Linked DNA regions of Mus musculus: region 1 is linked to region 2. A link is a contact called in public Hi-C data. All regions are on one chromosome and are shown on one strand. Each heading gives the region's core, a stretch centred on a gene start, on an enhancer-like site or on the middle of the called end of the contact. The rest is flanking DNA. Distances are from core to core; before and after follow the strand shown. Region 1 holds the start of Ptpro (protein tyrosine phosphatase, receptor type, O). Region 2 has its middle 41 kb from the start of Rerg.

Region 1 (3,836 bases), core at 840-3,339, 42 kb before region 2:
AGTGAAAGTCTGTTGCAACCACTAAGATACCATCATGCTATCCTTCATGAATTTTCTTAGTTTATTATCATGTTTGGAGTTCAAACTTCTGACACATTTTTCTCTGCATTTTAACGTTAACATTATAATTTTTTTCTCTTAAGCTAAGTAGTCTCATTTCTAGAGTTACCATCTACTATGAAACAAAAAACCCGAAGTTATTCCAAAGGCTAAATATATGTCAGATCTCACACACACACAAGCACACACATTCACACTTCTCTGCTATTCTCAGTAAAACATGTACCTCCATTTTTTTCGTCCTAAGTACTCAAAGAGTATTACCTAGACATCTCAGTCGTTGCCAAGTTTGTCAAACGGTTAGAAAAATTAATTATAAAAAACTAACTATGCATATTTTATCTGTGGTATGTACTACAGAGAAGCAGGTGAAATGCTCAACTGAATTTAGTATTTATAAGATTTTAAAATAAAATGATGACTGATGACTTAAATATTGAGCACATGTCCAAAACAGCTTATAACTTCGCTCATGTTCCTCCTTTGCTATTTACCCAGAGACTACATTTTTCTGTGATCTGGGGAGACAGGAAGAAAATATAGAATAGTTTTGCACTCGTTCTATCTGGGATTCGTGAATCCTGTTCACTATAACCTTGGGGAGCATTCATAATTAATGGGCATATAAGCAAGAAGTGACTGCTTAATGCGGAAACATTTGCAGTCATTAACGGGCTGACCTCCTCTAGCTAGGTATCCTCATGGTGCTGAAAGGATAGCTCCCGATCACCTGTGGCCATCCTTCAGTTGCTGGGGCAAGAAGGGAGAAAGGACTAGGAAGGAAAGCAGACCTTCGGAACCCGGAGTGAGGGGGTACCAATTCCCAACTTCCCTTCATATGCCAAGAAAACAGCTTAAAAAATAAAAACACTACATGCTTGAAGTGTCAAGATTTTGTTTTTCTTTTTTAAACAGTATTTTCCTTTTCACTTTTTTTTCTCAAAGTACAATTTTGAGCCACACGTTCCAAAGAGGATAGGAAAAGGTGAGTTTTATAAATCATATATTCCACCATTAAAAATCAGTGGCAGCATCCTGTTACGAGAGGATGGAACTGTGTAGAGTTTTACCAGGCATCCCTAGGTGGATGGAGGGTAAGACAGGGAGTGACCTCCTTGGGAGTTGAACCGATTCCTTATTCAATGGAGCCCTCTCCCTCGCCCCGCCTGGCCGGTGCGTCTAGTCCAGAGCTCAGCGCCCTGCGTGTGATTCCCTCCCGCAGAAGGCAAACTGACTGAGACAAAGCAGCTGTACCGAGGCTTCACTGGGGGAGGGCGCGAAGGTGAAGTGGCATAGGGGTGCAGTGGGAACCACTAAAAAAAGTGCCCTCATTTTGCCTGAGAAAGCTCTATCCCGCAAGCTCATCGCTGAGGTAGCAGAGTACAAAGGGAGACAACTGGAAGGCTCAAACTTCCAGATCTTTCCACCCGCAGCTACGCAGCCCACCCGGCACCGCTCTGAGGACAAAGCGTGTGCGACTGGCGCTCTCCGCCTGGTCACCGCACCCTGAGCGAATAGCTCCCCACGGCGGGATGGATCCCCATCTCCGAGGACTGGGGGACCCTACCTTGAGCAGCACAAAGAGCCCGAGCAGAGGTAGCAGGCGGCGGCCCCCGAGCGTTCCCCTAGGCAGGTGCCCCATCGCGGCGCGACCAGGGACCGGGGAGGGAACGGCAGCGCCAGCAGTTCTCCGTGGCGCTTACAATGACCAGTCCCGGCTGGCAGCCTCAGACTTCGGGCGCCCGGGCGGCTCCGGGCGGCCGCATGTCGCCTGGCAGGTCGTCCTGTGCCCCCGGATGGATCGCTCTCCTCTTCTGTGCCCGAGTCCTGCTAGAACGTGCTTGGAGCCGGCGTTGTTTAATGGCTAAGGATGGAGAGGGTGGGGATGGCAGTGGGCGAGGCTCTGCGCCACAGCTACAGCGGTTGCCACGGGAGGCAGGGGTCGGCGTGCGGAAGGAGCTGCCCGAGCTCCGCAGGCAGACAACCCTCCGCGGCCCCCTAGCAACAGTGGTGTTCTCTCTCAGAGCAAGGAACTCCTCAAGTGCAGATCTTGGGTCCTCCCACCAGGGCCTGCCTGCTTCCCATTGCTAGGCAGCCCCCCAGACCAGGCTCCGCCTCAGCCTTTCCAGAGTCTCCTAGGAAGAGTTGTTTGAGGGTTTCCCCTCTCTCTTATCTCAGGCCCTTCTCAACCCCCCCCCCCCGTTCCTTTGCCCTTGTATTTACAAGTGACACTACAAGTGACACTTAATGTTTTCGAAAAGAGGAGTGAATCTCAACTTCTATACCCCCCGACCTCAGTTCAATTCCCCCATAGCATCCTATAATCAGCTAGGGAAACTGAATAATTCTGTGCGTTTCCCCCTCTTATCCTGCTGCCCACACCTAGCTCACAGTATTTTACACGTATTTAGAATAAGTGTGTAATATATTCTCTCTGTGTGTGAACACACTAAGTACTCTGAATTATCCATGAATAACTAACTAATCTAAGAATTTAGAATCACAAGCAACGATTTCCATGAAGTGTGTCTCATGTCTACTTATCTGTCTCTAGAGGTTTTGTGTAGTTTTTGAAAGACAACTCTATATTAAAAATAAAAAGTGGGATTCATTATATTAAGTCATTTCTTTTTATCATGTAAATGTCCTGGGTGGGCCCTGAGGTGCTGGAATTTTGTTTTTATCCTTCAAAGTGTGGTATCAGGTGACAGAAAAGGGCACCCTGGCGGTGCACTTAGGAGTGTGTCACCAGCACTCTGGGACACAGCTGAGGAATGGTGGCCTGCTATAGGATCAGAGTCGTGTGTGCTCATCTTTTTCTACATGAGGACTATAAACTAAAGGTTTGGATTAGGAATTTTTGCATGAATAGATCGAGGCACTAACAGTTCTTCAGAAAACAGAACGAGGCTCTGGGCTTGTGTGTGAGTGTTTCCCTTGCTGGCACCAAAGCTACCTCAGTACACAGCCTTGATGGACTTCTGTTCAGCGCCCTCGTGCCTGTCCTTTGTTGGCCTGACTCTCATGCCCTCCCTCCCTCTCCCCCCCCCAAGGTTTTCCCTGCTTCCCACTTCTGGGCCAAACTCGAGTGCTTTCTAAGAAATGGCTCCTCAGACCTGCACTTTCAGAGCCTTTGGTCTGATATGTTTTTCTTTTATTTTGAAGCTTTTGAAAGTGGTTTTCCATTTCCAGCTACATCAAAGAGGCTCCACAGTGATCTAATTTCCAGACAGAGATGCTCAAGTTGGGGCCTAAGTGGTACTCACAAGATGCCAGAAGTTATTCTTTTAAATAGAGTTTTATTTTAGTATCAGTATGTGAATTAAATACATATGTAAGGTTAATTGTGCATATACATGTGTGTGTGTGTGTGTGTGTGTGTGTGTATACACACACACATATATATATTTGGGATAGGAATGTTTGATCTATTTTAGGCATTAGGAAGCAATTTTGCTCAAATATTAATCATATAAATGCAAAAGGTACTTTCAAAATAATGCATTACTTTAAATACCCCTACCTAACTGTATGCTTCACCTTCTCTCTGCTCAGTTAAATCACACATTGTGTACAGATGTGTACGTGGACCACTTTAGGGCAGCAGCAACATTAAGTGTTTAGTGCATCACCGCCCAGGAAAGCACTAGTAATTAGCATGATTAATATTCCATTAGCAGCATGTGACTACATGGCCTGAAGACTGGAAGTTTTATGTGGTAATCATAGAAGAGATCCTTTCCAGAGATAAACATTTTACATAGTGATCACAGAGG
Region 2 (3,673 bases), core at 711-3,210:
ACAGTGGAATGGGAATATTAAGTCATATAAAGATAAATGTGTGCATACACACACACACATATACATGTATGCATATATATATACATACACACACATAAGCATATAGTTTTATCATGGTTTAACAGTGAGTTAGGCCATCAAACTCACAATTTCAGAGTACTTGCAGGACAGCAAGAAACCTCTTCTGCCTTTCCTTCCTCACTGGGTGCTACCCTGTGCCTGAAGAAGTCAGCAGACAGCTTGCTGGACTCTGTCCTCACCTTCCACGACGTGGATCTTGAAGCTGAACTCAGGATGTCAGGCACAGGTGCCTTTCCCAGAGCCATCTCAGCAGCGCATAATTGTTCTTGCCATTGTCATTTGCTTTTCTCTTTTCAAAAATGTTAGTTTGCAAGTTACTTTACAGCAGGCATTGGGCATAATTCTGTACTTTATATGCAAATGTAGAAGGATAATGTGGTCAGCAGGTTAATAGCAGAAGCCTGAGAAACAGCCTGTTGTGTTTTGTCAAGAGTTTCCGTGCTGTTAGGCCAAGTTCCAAGGAGGCCGAGCCAGAGCCAGGAACTTCTATTCAGGTGATTTATTGACATTTTGCTTATGAGCCTAGCCTTTAATAGCTAAGTTATCTCCCCAGCTCTTGGTGATTTATTGAATGAAGTATCTTCAGGAAAAACCATAAGAGGAGGAAGAGAAGAAGGAAGACAGGGGCAGAAGCTAGACAAGTCATGGTTTTAGGAAAACCCTAGCTTTGGATGTTAAACGTATATGATGTATGTGTGTGTGTTTTTGCATCCCTGAGCACACACATGTGCATGTGTGTACAGAGCCTGACATTGACATCAGGTGCATCCGGCGTTATTCTCCGTCTTATACCTTGAGGCGGGGTCTCTCAGTTGAGCCTGTAGCTCATACATTGGGCAAGGATAGCTAGCCACCTCGCTCCAGGGACTCCGTCTTACACTCAGCAGCAGTAGTGTGACAAGCAGTCCACTGTATTTACTCAGCATTAACCTGGATTCCAGCAGCCCAAACTCTGGCCCGCAGGGTCAACCCTTGAGCTGCTGAGCCATCTCTCCAGCTCCTAAGAATTTTCATTTTTCGGGGAAAGTTTCTTCCATAATTATCTCCCCTCCGGAGAAAATTGTTCAATGAATGCAACAAGGAAGTAAAGACGTTTCCCTGGCAAAAGGCAGAAAGACTTAACTGGCTTCCCCACTCAACCTGTTGTCAGTTACAAGAAGAGCATCATTTTCCCACAGGAAGAGAGCTGCGGTCACAAAACACCTGACAAAAGGCCTGTGTAGAAGCATTGGTCTACTCCAGGAACTATAGATGGAGTGAGAAGATCATACTGAGAACAGTGGTAGACACACTAAGGTGGTCATCTGTGGCCCAAGAAGGTCTTGATGCCAACCTGCAGCCACAATACTTTACTCATGGGAATTCCTACAGAAAGGAAAATTCAACAACACTCAGGGTCATCTCAACCCACTCCATCCTGTTGTCACATTGAGCAATGGCTGATTCTCCTGAGCCTGAAGCATCAAAGGATGTGAATAATGGACCACTGGGCTTGTCATAGCTAATGGGCACCTGCCCTGAGTGTCCAAAGATGGAGTTCTACTGGACTTAAACTGCCCAATTTCCATTTAGTCATCTCAAAAAAAAAAAAAAAAACTTTTCTTCATTGGAAGGAGGTGAATGTCACTGGCATACAACATAGACACTTTCAGAGAAAAGAAAGAGTAGACCCCAACTTGCAAGATACAAGGCTTTCCGGCAATGGCTGACCCACATTAGGGCATGCCAATTCATTGGCATAGACCACATATCTCGGCCTGATATTGTGTGAATACAAACCGGATGCATCTGATTAAGTGCTCCCAGGCCTGGTGTAATAATTGACTCACTGGCAGTGTGCCTCCTTCCAGCTATTCTGGGATCTGGGCTTGGAGCATTTGGAGTTTGGCACACTCACCTCAGAGGCTCTCTCAGCTGGGCCGGGTGCCAAGTGGCCATCCTCCTCACTATTCTACTCTCCTTTCTCGATTCTTCTCCATGTTTCCCCACAAACCATGCCTTGCCCTTCGGATCTCACCGTCTTTTGGTTTGGAAAGATGTTTCGGCTCCTCTGCTCAACCTGGCTGGTTGATTGAAAGCTGGGCAGAGGGCTACATGCGAATCAGATGGAGCTTGCCTTACCAAGGATGTTTGTTAAATGTGGTCAGTGACAGCCAGCTTGGGTCCCTGGCAATCAAGCAGGTAGAAACTATTTCCTGTTGTAGATGGTGCTATGTGCCTGAGAGATTAGTACCATAGTGTCCAGAGCTGGGCACATTCCATTTTGGCATTGTCACTTACAGACTGGGTCACCCTGAACAACGGACTCAGTTTTCCCTGCTTCTGTGTTGTCATCTGTAAAACGGAAATAATTGAAGGACCTACCGTGTAAGTTTGGCCGGAGGATTAAATGAGTTCACACTTATCAATGACCAGACAAATTTGCTTCCCCTTGCAAAGATGTTAATGAGAGTCGGTGAGATGGCTCAGCTAATAAAGGTGGTCGCCACCAAGCCTAATGCTCCTGGTTGGTTCTATGGAGACCCACATGGTGGAATGGAGACAACCCATTCTGGAAAGTTGTCCTCTAAGCCCCCCTCATGCCTCTCTGGTCACACAAGCATGCACACAAAGAAATTGTTATTGAAGACTATAAAAATGTTCTTCAAAGAAGGAAGTTAATGAGGTATCAGGGAATTTCCTTGACATTATTTGTATAGCTAATTTAATTATTATTTACATAGTACTCTGGTGCTAAGCAACTGAAAGGCTCCAGTATTTTAGCTGATGAATTCTTATCATAACCCTGAATTACGTTCTGTCTTGCAATAACAAAATTACAAAGCAGAAGATGGTACCTTGTCTGGTATTAAAGCATTAATTGGGTGGAGCAATTAAAAGATTGAGCTTGATTTATTCCTAATGGCTTGGAAAGATAAACAAGACATATCATGGAGGAGCGATTGGAAATCAGAGACAGGGTTGAAAAGCAACTGAAAGTCACAATATGAATGTAGAATCACATTTTATGCTTAAAAATTTATGTGTATAATCGTGTCTATATGCATGTAGAGGCTGTATGTATAAGACATTAGAGTATAGAAAAAATAGTTCACTTTGATGATAGCTGGCACAGAAGTTATTTTGTGGAAAGGAGCCACCTTTATTGAGAAAAGAGTTGTGCTCTGAGAAAGTGTGTCTCCCCGAGTCAAGGTCATTAGTGAAGAAGCAGAAGCTTATTATAAAAAAAGAGGGGGTGGGTGAGGCCAGGGCAGGTGTGGTGGGAGGGAGGGAGGGAGGGCCAAGGAAGAATGAGCACTCTTTTCTCCTAGGGACTCCTGGGAAGTAGTTAGCAGTGAAAACCCTTCAGTCAGTTCAGAGGTGGTTGATTTGATTGTCTTCTTGACAGGACCACAGTCACCTAGGAGACAAACCAGTTGCTAGATAAGATTGCCTGCCTGGGGTGCAAAGCCTACCTACCTTACTGTGAACAGCACCATTCTGTGATCTTAGACAACAGACTGGATAAAAAAGCAGAGAGAGAGCCTTGTGCAACAGCCTTCCAGTGCTGACTGGATACTTGCCTGCCGGTCTGTCTCGGTCTGTCTCCCGT

What was found. A called contact is a pair of places that touch in the nucleus more often than the background predicts.
Region 1: a Hi-C map of stem cell-derived neural stem cells shows a contact between it and region 2, with 1.8 times the contacts expected there. The contact joins the promoter of Ptpro here to the enhancer-like site in region 2. A contact is called at or near these places in 2 of 39 promoter capture datasets (embryonic stem cells and hippocampal neurons), 13 of 484 Hi-C or Micro-C datasets (the HPC-7 cell line, cortical neurons, differentiating embryonic stem cells and 7 more) and 5 of 115 datasets of contacts at active chromatin or transcription factors (embryonic stem cells, forebrain and neural progenitor cells).

Annotation. Positions count from the first base shown.
Region 1 is chr6:137,250,552-137,254,387 of GRCm38.p6, reverse strand. Ptpro (protein tyrosine phosphatase, receptor type, O) reads right to left here and starts at 2,089. Exons shown (of 27, transcript NM_011216.3): 1 at 1,628-2,089. The coding sequence starts at 1,702.
Region 2 is chr6:137,208,503-137,212,175 of GRCm38.p6, reverse strand. No RefSeq gene overlaps it. Among named protein-coding and RNA genes, the nearest start is that of Rerg, 41 kb to the right of the region's middle. Within about 2 kb of position 1,960, at least 19 of the 459 cell types and tissues checked have an H3K27ac peak or open chromatin away from gene starts, as enhancers often do. A contact at or near this core is called in neural progenitor cells, stem cell-derived neural stem cells and stem cell-derived neurons, where this site is marked.